Regions from separate parts of the Capsicum annuum genome. Here region 1 is linked to region 2. Evidence: chromatin contacts called from public Hi-C data. All regions are on one chromosome and are shown on one strand. The core of a region is the stretch at or near the end of the contact, and the rest is flanking DNA. Distances in the headings are between cores, read along the strand shown. Region 1 overlaps LOC107842518 (NADH dehydrogenase [ubiquinone] 1 alpha subcomplex subunit 9, mitochondrial). Region 2 holds the start of LOC107842516 (photosystem II reaction center PSB28 protein, chloroplastic).

Region 1 (2,922 bases), core at 112-2,611, 220 kb before region 2:
TTTGGTGCTTTTGCGCCAGACTCAACGAGGCCAATTGTGTTTTCTTTTTCAGAGTTTACTTTGCTGTATTTCAATCAAGAAGTAACCTAGAAAAAGTGGAACGTGATTGTTGTCAGAGGGACAAAGATTTTTTCAGTGCTTTCCTCCTGATCAACTTTAATCTTTACCGTTCTATTTGATTCTTATATTTGGTCTGTCTTCTAATTAAGGGAACGAAGTACAAACTAGTCTATTTGCTTTAGGACTTTCTTCAACCCATCGAAATGCCTTCTTAGGTGCTTTACAAAGCCAATGATGTCTTTCTGGTTTACAGCCATTTTTTCAAGGGGATTTCTTATTGCGTATTATGTGGTGTTTAGCAACTTAAAAAGTTCGTGGACGTCAGATAATTCCTACTATATACTTTTAGCCTGTATTCTCAAAATTTTCATCGGATGGTGTCCTTGAAGAAAATATTCATAGTGTGTTAATCAAGTTGCCCAAAAGGCGCATATGCTTTTCTTGTAGAAGCAGCTAACCACTTTATAATTCATCCTTATATATAAAATATAGTATAACATGAGTGAGCACTTGCTTCTGCAAAGAAGACATTTATCATTTATCCCATTCATCGAAAATTCTCATCATGTCACCGGAGAGAAGATATGGACCATTTAAACATGTCAAGTTGGAAGGAAGGAATGTTGGTGCATCAATGATCGCACGCCGTGGTGGCTGTTCTGGTGAATCACATGACTGCTGCTGCATAAACATCTACACCAGCAACAATATCCAGGGGGTCAGCAACTCCATCCTGGTTGGCAGCAAGGTGAAGATGGGAGATCCAGGTGTATCCTTTTCCATGAAAGATGTAAAATTTCATAAAGGGAAGAGGGGGGACAAGAAGATAAAGGGTAGGATTCTACAATTCTTCTCGATGCTAGTAGTCGCAGTTGTGTTTCTAATGTCATGTTTAGCTCTGGGATCCATCCCTTGGTTGTGAGGATTGTCGGGAACGTCTAGATCTAAGGTGGCTTTTGTGGACTTAATTCGACTTATTACTTTCGACTTGGACTACATATGTAAGGTTGTTTGGTATGGAAAGAAGTTATCTCGAGATTTTTTATCATCTATGTGGAATAAAAATAACACTACAATTTCGAGATAATTTATTCTATGATTTTATCCTAACCAAACATGAGATAAACTCATTTTAAAATTAATTTCAAAATAAATTATTTTTTAGCTCTCAGCCAAATGAACCCTTAAAAATATATACATCTAGATTACACCAACTAGCCTAGCTCACAATCTTGAATTTGTCCCACTTGTCGGCCTCTTAGGTGTTACTGTAAATCAGTCCACAGCAAAGCCGTTTCGGTGGCCATGTGTAGCCTTCTTTTGTGTTTTGGGGAGTAGGATCTGGTTTCTGTCTCTTTCCTTTGTGTTGAAACTTGAAACACCCAGGAGACTCAAATTGTTTGTTTATCATGGCTGATCAATGAGTTATAATAGCTAATGGACTCATTAATGAGTAGGGTTTAATTTGAGGGGGAGGGGCGGGGGGGTGAGTCTTATGGAAAAAAATTACGTGGCTCATATGATCAGTGAGCCCAAAGTTTCGAGGGAAAGAGAAGACGAGGGTTTGGTGTGTGGACACGGGCGGAGATAAAAGGCAAATAAGGATTCGATTTGTCCAATAGCTTTTGTTCATTAGTGTATTTGTATTCAAACATATTAAACATGTACAAATATTAATTATTTGCACTTGAAGTCGTTTTTATAAAATTTGAACTTAAAAAGTTGAAATTTCTAGCTTCACATGTGCTTGCGGAGCAAGATTGTTAGCAGTGGCACATGAAAGCACATGTTGCCTTTCGAAATTACATATGCATACTACATACTAGTTCAATCAAAATCAATATTGTAAATGTATAAATAGACACAATACTCTTTCACAGCCACAAAAATGGCGTATTAAAACTGATTATAATAGTGGTAGTCCCCAGCGAGCAAAGGTATTTTGTAATTCAGTACATTAAAAACACTTGCCATCTGTGATTTAGAAAAAACGAGACCACAATAAATAAATAATTAAAAAGAGAAGAAGGGGTAGGATTACACTAGTCTATCTCAGTGTCCCATGACAAGTAGGTGCGCTGTTCTTAACGTCCTTGAACGTAAATAGGCCCACATTACACAACCCCCATGTGTCTAAACCCCTTCTTGCTAATTTAATGTCCACAACAACATCCCACCCTCTATTACACCATAACCCCCATCTAGTAATTAACACATTCACATCTAGGATTTCAAGTTTACTTTATATGTGTATATTTAATAATGAAAGAAGTATTAATTACCCTTTGAAATTGTAATATTTTATTTAGTGTATATCTAAATTATTGTCTGTCTTAAATATCCTTCGAACTTGTTTACTTAATAAGTCACGTATCTCTTATGGTCCACTTGGCACAAAAAGCGAGTTCAAACTTCATCAGGCGCGTGATGAAGTAAAAAAAATTGTCACATCAATATTTTTCAAGGGGTAAAAACGAAAAAAAATCTATTTTTTTTAATTTTTACAAAAATTTCAAAGGTCCCCTCTCTCTTCTTTTCCTATTTATTCTCCCTTTTCCTCCATCACTTTCAAAATTTCAAATAATTTTCTTTCAATTGCTTCTATTTTACCTACTTAAATTAGGGGTATGCATCGATCGATTCGGTTCGATTTTCTATATTATTGATTCAGTTTATTGGTTTTCGATTTTTAAATATGCGAAATCAATAATCAAATCAATAAGATATTTTCTTATCGTTTTTTTAGTTTATCAATTTTTAGCCCTTAACGGTTCATTTTCGATTTAACCGATAAGAAAATACTCATAAAATAGAAAAAGTAGTAACCAACATAAAAAGAAACCGAATCTTAGTTGCAACAAA
Region 2 (3,208 bases), core at 551-3,050:
TTGTCTTAGTTCAAAACTTCCAATTAGGAATTTCACATCACATTATAAATCGATGTTAGAGCACAAACAGCTGACAGGCAAAGATACACTTCATCCTTCCATAAAGAAGAAATGATTGATAATTATTTGAATGCAATGTGTTTTACCAAGTAGATGTGTCTCCTCAATGTTCAGAAGTATTTATATGTATAAATAGATTTCACAAAGCACAAGTTTGTGCTAGGACTTGGAGGCAAACCATCTACAACAAACTAAAAGAACCATCCCAAGTGAACAAATATCAGGACGAAAGAGAACAAAAAAAAAAGCTATAAAGGGAATTTGAATCTAAGTGTAAATGGACTGAGAAGATTTCTCAAGTTTACACCTTCTGAACTAAATTACACCTTTTGAGTAGATATGTCTTCTAATGACAGACAAAAATTTCAAGAAATTGATCAGGCAAAAGAAAACATAGAATCTCAACTTTTAACAAACTGCAAGCCATTAGAATTAGCATACCGCTCCATAAATCTCATGAACCTGTCCCATTCTCGTGGAGTCCGCATAATATACTTAGCTTCAATGCCTGCAGGTTTTCCGTTAACAAACTTGGCATTGACATCAACTGACGAGAGAACTCCTTCTTCGTCAATCATGTAGAATCCAGTGATATCCCCGACTTCACCAGATGAATCAAATACGGAGGGTTGATCAAACCTGAAAATGGCCATACCATTTGTCCCATCCCTTGACTTGGTTAACTTCACATCTGGTATTGTTTGTTCATCAGTTCCTTGTATGAACTGAATTTTTGGTTGAACCATCATTATAGTTAGTCTGCGCATTTTCTGGTTTTGGATATTGGATGTGAAACGTGAACGGGATAGGCACAAGCGCTGGCCATTGAATGAAGAACCTGCACTTTGATGACCCCTCCCACATGCTATTCCTACAGTAGATGACACAAACGACAATTATTGGTTTTGATTAACTATGTTTCCTAATTTACTAGTTCTTTTTTAAAAAAAAAAAAGTTTTATTCGGAGATGAGGAAGGGAGACAACGAGAATTGAACCCACACCTATTGTATCAAAGAATCTCACTACTAGCACTACATTGTAAGCGTACTCCATTTCCAGTCTCGATTAACTCAAAAAAGAAGACAGTTAAATTTTCTTTGAAGAATGCGCTCATGAGCAGAGGCCTTTGAAGTTTAATAGGTTCTGAAACCGTAGCTAATGATCTAGCTCCACACTTATGCACAAATAAACATCTCACCAATTACATATAAATCAATTAAAATGAAATTTACGAGTAACGTGATATGAGGGATAAGGGATAATAATCATGGGATTATTTTATCTTGTGTTTAGTTAGACTTATTAGCTAATGCCGTATAATATCCCACTATTTATACTACATAGTGGGATAACTGCTCCAAGTACTACTCTTTACAGGAGCTGATAAACCAAAGAATAAGAGGAGGGTAAAGGTAGATAAGCACATTTTGGTACATACCGAGAAGAGAGCGAGGCTGATGCGAAGTGTGAGAAAGTGTAGGTGAAAATGCAAGAGATTGAAGAGTAGCCATTAATTAGAGAGTGCAGACAGAGAGAGAGAGAATATGGAGTATGGAGGAGAGAGAACTAAAAGAACATAAGATGTATTTGCGGGGTAACAGAGAGTGCTGGTTGTAACAAGGACAGCCATTCGCTTCTTTAGATTGCCTTACCCATACTCTTTCATTCATGAGCCAACCACCCTCACAATACACTTCCCCCAACTTTCTCTATAGGGTGAAGGACATAAACAGCCCTTGGCCTGAGAGTAATGCCACAAAATGGTAGGGGACTTAAATTAAGCAAAAACCCAAACTTAAAACGGATAAATACATAAAAAAAAAATTCATCTTTTAAAATATTTTATAAAATCTCATATTTCTCTTTTTTCTCTCGATATATACTAAATGGAAAAGGTACGAATATATCTTTGCCGTTAATGAAAAAGTACATATATACCTCTGAACTCTGATAAATGGTACAGATATACTCTTCATCATACTTTAGGTACAAATATACCATTGCCGTTAATGAAAAGGTACATATATAACTCTGAACTTTGATAAATGGTACAGATATATCCTCCGACATACTTTAGGTACAAATATACCCTTTTATTAATGAAAAGGTACATATATACCCTTCTTACTAATAGTAGGACTCGTGTCACAATTTTGTTCATTTGACCTTTTTAAATTTAATTTATCACAATCCCACCTCAAAATAATTCTAATTTAACTCATAACCCGATTCAAATAATAACTCAAACCCAGAAAGAAAAGATGAATATGCATGAATAAAGATGTGTCTTGGAGGTTCTATTAGATGGGATCGGGTTTGGGTTATTCTTTGAATCGATTTGTGGGTTACATTAGAATTATTTTTAGGTAGGGTGAGGATAGATTAAATTAAAAGGGGCAAATGAACAAGATTGTGACACGTGTCCTGCCATTAGTGAGAAAGGTATATTTTTCCCTTTTCATTAATGGCAAGAGTATATTTATACCTAAAGTATGACAAAGGGTATACCTGTATGGTATACTTGTACCATTTATCAAAGTTCAAGTGTATATACGTACCTTTTCATTAACGACAAGGGTATTTTGTACCTAAAGTATGATGGAGGATATATCTGTGTCATTTATAAAAGTTTAAAGATATATACATACCTTTTCATTAACGGAAAGGATATATTTGTACCTAAAGTATGATGAAGGATATATTTATACCATTTATCAAAATTCAGGGGTATATTCATACCTTTTTCCTATATTAAATAAGAAAGTAATAGATTTGCATTTACTTTAGGAGAGTGAATAATGGGAGAGAATCTCTTAAATATCTAACAAAAATCAAATTAAAAAATTTTCATCACATCTGATCATTTGCAATTTACAATTTGATTCAATCTTTTTCCATCTATATTAATCTTTTTTTTTTCTTAGAATTTTGAAAGCTTTATTGTGTGCTTCATATTGACAAACATTCATAGAGAAAAGACATGTTTTCCCCCTGAACTTGTTCGCTAAACTCACTTTAACACTTAAACTTAACTTTCGTTTATTTACCCCCTTAACATCTTTAAAGAGTATTAATTTCACCCTTTAAGCTGGCGTGAATTTTTTAATTTTTTTTTAAAAAGAAAAGCGCGTTTTTCTATTAAAAAA

What was found. Hi-C and Micro-C count contacts between places; a contact is called where the count stands out from the background.
Region 1: a contact with region 2 is called in a Hi-C map of leaf, with 3 times the contacts expected there. The contact joins the enhancer-like site here to the promoter of LOC107842516 in region 2. A contact is called at or near these places in 2 of 5 Hi-C or Micro-C datasets (leaf and placenta).

What each region holds. Positions count from the first base shown.
Region 1 is chr9:114,775,445-114,778,366 of UCD10Xv1.1, reverse strand. LOC107842518 (NADH dehydrogenase [ubiquinone] 1 alpha subcomplex subunit 9, mitochondrial) reads left to right here. Exons shown (of 13, transcript XM_016686417.2): 13 at 1-154. Among protein-coding and RNA genes, the nearest start is that of LOC107842518, 26 kb to the left of the region's middle. Within about 2 kb of position 1,361, at least 5 of the 5 cell types and tissues checked have an H3K27ac peak or open chromatin away from gene starts, as enhancers often do. A contact at or near this core is called in leaf, where this site is marked.
Region 2 is chr9:114,554,009-114,557,216 of UCD10Xv1.1, reverse strand. LOC107842516 (photosystem II reaction center PSB28 protein, chloroplastic) reads right to left here and starts at 1,800. Exons shown (of 3, transcript XM_016686414.2): 1 at 1,501-1,800; 2 at 502-931. The coding sequence starts at 1,573. It also overlaps the pseudogene LOC107842515.